Regions from separate parts of the Ornithorhynchus anatinus genome. Here region 1 is linked to region 2. The links are chromatin contacts, called in public Hi-C maps. All regions are on one chromosome and are shown on one strand. Each heading gives the region's core, a stretch centred on a gene start, on an enhancer-like site or on the middle of the called end of the contact. The rest is flanking DNA. Distances are from core to core; before and after follow the strand shown.

What was found. Hi-C and Micro-C count contacts between places; a contact is called where the count stands out from the background.
Region 1: a Hi-C map of fibroblasts shows a contact between it and region 2, with 6 times the contacts expected there. The contact joins the promoter of PLCB1 here to the enhancer-like site in region 2. A contact is called at or near these places in 2 of 2 Hi-C or Micro-C datasets (fibroblasts and liver).

Annotation. Positions count from the first base shown.
Region 1 is chr9:47,749,011-47,751,913 of mOrnAna1.pri.v4, reverse strand. It overlaps PLCB1 (1-phosphatidylinositol 4,5-bisphosphate phosphodiesterase beta-1), which reads left to right and starts at 1,522. Exons shown (of 32, transcript XM_029071936.2): 1 at 1,522-1,710. The coding sequence starts at 1,612.
Region 2 is chr9:47,396,992-47,400,040 of mOrnAna1.pri.v4, reverse strand. PLCB1 (1-phosphatidylinositol 4,5-bisphosphate phosphodiesterase beta-1) reads left to right here. Exons shown (of 32, transcript XM_029071936.2): 14 at 1-83. Among named protein-coding and RNA genes, the nearest start is that of PLCB4, 190 kb to the right of the region's middle. Within about 2 kb of position 1,605, the one cell type or tissue checked has an H3K27ac peak away from gene starts, as active enhancers do. A contact at or near this core is called in fibroblasts, where this site is marked.

The DNA.
Region 1 (2,903 bases), core at 273-2,772, 350 kb before region 2:
GGTCGAACGAGCGAGGCTCAGGGCAAGGACTGAAAGGTAAAGGGCAGGGACTGTCTCTATCTTGCCGATTTCTCCATTCCGAGCGCTCAGTCCAGCGCTCTGCACAGAGTGAGCGCTCAATAAATACTATCGAGTGAAGGAATGAATGAATTTGTCCTTTCCAAGCGTTCAGTCCAGTGCGCTGCACGTAGTAAGCGCTCAATAAATCCTATTGAGTGAATGAATGAATTTGTCCATTCCAAGCGTTCAGTCCAGTGCTCTGCACTTAGTAAGCGCTCAATAAATCCTACTGAGTGAATGAATGAATTTGTCCATTCCAAGCGTTCAGTCCAGTGCTCTGCACGTAGTAACCGCTCAATAAATACTATTGAGTGAATGAATGAATGCATTTGTCCATTCCAAGCGTTTAGTTCAGTGCTCTGCACGTAGTAAGCGCTCAATAAATACTATCGAATGAATGGATGAATGAATGTGTCCATTCCAAGCGTTCAGTTCAGTGCTCTGCACTTAGTAAGCGCTCAATAAATACTATCGAGTGAATGGATGAATGCATTTGTCCATTCCAAGCGTTCAGTCCGGTGCTCTGCACTTAGTAAGCGCTCAATAAATACTATCGAGTGAATGGATGAATGAATGAATGAATTTGTCCATTCCAAGCGTTCAGTCCGGTGCTCTGCACGTAGTGAGCGCTCCATAAACCCTGTGGAATGAATCTGTCCATGCCAAGCGTTCAGTCCGGTGCTCTGCACGTAGTGAGCGCTCAGTAAATACTATTGAATGAAGGAATAGAGTGGAGGCCCCCGAGCGCGTCCCCCCCCCCCCCCCCCCGGCACCTTCCCAGGGCAGGTGGCCTGCAGGGACGCGAAGCCGCCGGACGGTGGCGCTGCTCTCCCGCCTCCCCGCGCCCGGGCCCCGGCCGGGAAAGTTGGGGCTCCGCGGCCGGCGGGGAAGAGGAGCGGCCCCGGAGGCCCGCGCGCGCGCGCCCGCCCGCGCGCCCGCCCGCCCCCCTCTGGCTCTGTGTGTGTGTGTGTGTGTGTGTGCGTGTGTGTGTGCGTGTGTGTGCACGCCTGTGCACCCCGGCTTCCCTCCCTCTCCGTCTACAGGAGGTGCTGAATGGTGCTCGGGAGCGCGGCGGAGGCTGCGAAGGAAAGCGGTGCGAGAGGCTGCAAAAAGCAGCGCCAGCAAAAGCGGCCACGGCGGCCGCAAAAGCAGCAGCAGCAGCAGCAGCAGGAGCAGCAGGAGCAGCCAAAGCAGCAGCAGCAGGAGCAGCTGCAGCAGCAGCAAAAGCAGCAGCAGCCAAAGCAGCAGCCAAAGCAGCAGCAGCGCCGGTCCGTGCACGGCTGGTCCTTGCCTTCTCTGCGGCCGCTGCGGCTCCACTGGCCCTCCGGGGCTATGGACCACCGCCTCCCCGTCGGACTCGCCCGCTGAGCTCTACCTCCCTCCCCTCCCGGGGACGAGGAGGAGGAGGAGAGGACGGGAGGGAGGAGGGACGGGCGCCCATCTCCTCGCCCATCTCCTCGCCCGGCCCCGGGCCCTCCCCGCGCCTGTCTCTGCCCCTGCCTCCCGCTCCGAAGCCTCCCCTCCTCGTCGGGGAAGCCTAAATGCGGGTAGATGGCCGGGGCACAGCCGGGAGTTCACGCTCTGCAGCTCAAACCCGTCTGCGTCTCGGACCACCTGAAGAAGGGCACCAAATTCGTCAAATGGGATGATGTAAGTAGGACCGTCGGGCTGCGGCTCCACTTCTCCGACGTGGCTCTCTCCCTCCGAGGGAGGGAGACGCCGGGGGTTAGGCCGTGGGGACGGCCGGTCGATAAGGGGCACGTAGTGAGCGCTTAACAAATACCGACCCGTTAAGGGTCGCCCCAGAGGGCACAGGTTGGAAAGGGGAAGGGCCCGGTGTGGCTCTTGCTTAATAGCTGCGAGCCCGGAGCAGGGCCCAAAGAGCCCAAGGGCTGGGGTGGCCCGGGGCCTGAACTTCAGGGGCCTCGACGGCCTCCTGTTTGACGCCATGGACCTCTCCACCCGCTGGCAAAGTGCACGCCCCAAATGAGGAGTCTCCAGATGGTTGCACAGCTCTCATTTCTCCCCAACTCCTTCAGAGATCAAGCACCGCCCGATGCCCCGAGTTTCACAGAACCCGGAGAGCTCGCTGCTTTTAATCGAGCCAACGGGCCACAGGTGGTTTGCTCCCCCCAGACGTTCAGGTGGCATCTTTTGGGGTGGGGGTCCCCCCCCCCACCCCAGAAGAGGGGTCATGAAATTGGGGGGAGAGGGGATCGACAGAAGGAGGAATTGGAGGGCCAGTGGCGTGACGGATGCCAAGCGTTTGGGAGAGCTCGAAGGTTTCTCCGTGAGAGTGTGGAAATGCTCTCCGTTGGGAAGTTATAATGTTGGTATTTGTTAAGCGCTTACTCTGTGCAGAGCGCTGGGGGAGATGCGGGGTCATCAGGTTGCCCCCCGTGAGGCTCCCGGTTAATACCCATTTTCCAGATGAGGTCACCGGGGCACAGGGAAGTGACCTCGCCCACTGTCACGCAGCTGACAAGGGGCAGAGCTGGGATTCGAACCCATCACCTCGGATTCCCAGGCCCGGGCTCTTTCCACCGAACCACGCTGCTTCTCAAGTTGCCCCCGCTGTGTACCTGCACGACTTAGTGGGGGTCGCCGAGGAGGCGGGCCGGAGTTCAAGTGGGAACGTTAGAGCCTCGAAGACTTGGATCGCCTTAGCCGAGTTGCCCTCCGTCAAGGACCGGGCGTTTGGCATCGACCTTTATCTTCGGTTTCCGAGGCTCTCCGGGATTTAGTCACAACAGAAGGCTGGACTTCTGTGGCGTTTTTCTTTCATTCATTCTTTCACTCTGCATTCTATCAGGAAAAATTCAGTAAGTTCCTTAGACGGCGTG
Region 2 (3,049 bases), core at 356-2,855:
TGCGAAAAAGAAGCTTTCCGAGCAAGCATCCAATACGTACAGCGACACGTCCAGTGTGTTTGAACCCTCGTCTCCTGGAACGGGTAAGTGATTACTGTAATCACCGTGGCGTGATCTCAAGGCTTCTGCAAGGGGAATCTCCATTTTACGAATGTCGAAACTGAGGCACAGAGAAGTTAAGAGACTGTGCAAGGACACACAGCAGGTAAACGGCGGAGCCGGGATTAAGACCCAGGTCCTCTGACTCCCAAGCCCGTCTTTGTCCCACTAGGTAATACTGCTTCTCATTTAGGAGTAGGTAACGTTATGCTGGAGGACAAAGAAATGAATTGGGAATCAGTAGCTTTGCATGGTATTCTTGGCTCACTTATATGAACTTGGACAAAGTTATGCCTCAGTCTCTGGGAGTTAACTGTGGAAAGTAAAGATTTATTTGATTTCATCTTGAAAATTCTGAGAGCACTTGGAGGTCCTTGGAGCTAGTTTGTGGAAGTCAGTATTTATTTTCTATGCAGCATTTGGTCCGGGATCATTACCTTCTCATCAAATTGGAGTCAATCTCAGCACCGACCTCTCACCCATGTCCTGCCTCTGGCCTGAAACACCCTCACTTTTCCTATCTGACAAACAGTTACTCTCCCCATCTTCAAAGCCTTATTGAAGGCACATCTCCCCCAAGAGACCGCCTTCCCTGACTAAGCTCTCTTTCCCTTATTTCCTACTCCCTTCTGCATCACCCTGACTTCCTCCCTTCATTCACCACCCCCACTGCACTTATGAATGTATCACTAATTTGTTTATATTAATGTCTCTCTCCCCCTCTAGACTGTAAGTTTGTTGTGGGCAGGGAATGGATCCATTAGACTGTTGTCTAGTACTTTCCCAAATACTTAGTACGGTGCCCTAAATATAGTAAGTGCTTTGGTAAATGTGATTGATTGGCTGATTGACATGGGACTTACCATCCAAATAGGAGGGAGAAGAGATATTTAATCCCCATTTTACATATAAGGAAACTGAGGCATAGAGAATTTGAACTCTCACCTATTGAGTTTAATGTAGTCTGTGGTTTAGTCTCTCTACACTTAGGTTTTTTAATGTATAGAGTGGAATAATAGCACTTAATCTTTCTTACCTCATTGCCCAACTGCTGAAAACTGTTTGGGGTCTTTTTATTTTTTGATCACTGTCATATTTTACATATCTGATGCCCATAAATTATTGAAAGACTTTGTATATGCCACTCAGTATTGGTGAGTAGACTCAGTCTGTGTACTGAAGTTCTTAGTAGTGTCAATGAAAATAACATTCAGCTTTTGAATCCTGGATTTAACATTTAAATTAATAAATATTTAATCATAATGCCTAAAGATGTTCAAGAGTTTCTGAAAGGCTTATTTTACCCTTAGGACTTAAATGTAAAGTTGAGCATAATAAATGATGCTCCTCCAGCTTCTAATTTGAAATGATTCCTTAAATAATAATTAGCTTGTGTTTCACTCTGGCAACTTCTGTTCTCTTCTCTATATCAATTTACCACCTCTGGTTCTATTTTTCTTCCTTATGAAAATAACCTATCATTAAATATTAAACTATTTGTTTTAGGCTCCTGTAACCTTTTAAATTCATATTTCTGCCTCTCTTCTGCCCAAGGATATATGTAAGAAAGAGACATTTAATGGATACTTCCCAGTTAAATATTTTGAATTAAATGGCAGTTTAATGCCCCTCAGAGCTCCTTGTAATTCTCTGCCTATTGATCCATGGATGTTGGCTACCTAAAAAGAGTATAAATTTTATGTTACCATCCACTTTTCCTACCACGAGGGTCTCTTGGAAATGGTCTTATTAACTTGGATGCATAACACAAATAATGAATTTCACAGGCAGTGAATGTTATTGCTTAATCTAAAAAAAAAAATCCCAAAACCAACAATCTGTTAGTAATTGAGTGGATTTCATAATACAGCCTAGAGCTGATTGTGCAATCATGTTCTTTTAGTCAATGGAAATTTGGGAAGTACTAAAATGGAGGTAGTTTAATGAATAAAGGACATTTCTCATTTGACATTTAAATTACCAAGCATTCATATCTTGATCAAGAAACATGAAAAGCATGAGTTAGGCCTGGTTCCATGGTTCTGTACCAAATTCCCAGTGATAACCATAACGATTATGGTATGTGTTAAGCGCTTACTATATGCCAGGCACTGCACTCATCGCTGGGATGGTTGCAAGCAAATCAAGATGGACACAATCCCTCTCCCATTTTGGGCTCACAGTGTCAATCCCCATTTTACAGATGAGGTAACTGAGGCACAGAGAAGTAAAGTGACTTCCCCAGATTCACAAAGCAGACAAGTGTCAGAGTCAGGGTTTGAACCCAAGACCGTGAACGCAGTGATCTTGAGTTTGGTCTATAGAATGAATCCCACAGTCAACGCTCTATTGTCAATCTGCCCGGACAAGAATTGAGGGCCAGAGGTTTGTTTCTGGTTAAAATGAGAATTTTGTCTCTGAGATAGCTTCCTCAAAAACAATTTAAGAGGCACGGTACTGGCAAGGAGAATATCTGTGGAAGCACGTTGCACATTTCCTGCCCCAAAGCTTGAATGTTCTTTGCTTAAATATAATTCTAGTATAAGTGTAATTTTTCCATTTGTAAACAAATATACTCTATTAATATGTGGGGAGGAGAAATATACTGTATATTTCATAAATAACCCTTAGGCAACAGCCTAAACAAATCATTGTGAAGCAGTTCATTCTTGTAACTGAGAAGTGCTAATGATCCATAACATGACCATATTCACCAGTGAGAAGGGGTTATGTGCTTTTATTGTGTACCATCTAGCATATTATTTACTTGACATGAATGATCAGTGGAAACTACTAAAGTTGTTCACATCATTTAGTTTACAGTACCATCTTCTGGACTCTGTCTGAAATGGCACCTGGTCAGTTGTCAGCAAGGCCCAACAATTCTAAAATTTTAATTATCATCTCTTTCGCTGTTTGAGATTGCTGATGTGCAGAACAGGAACAAGGA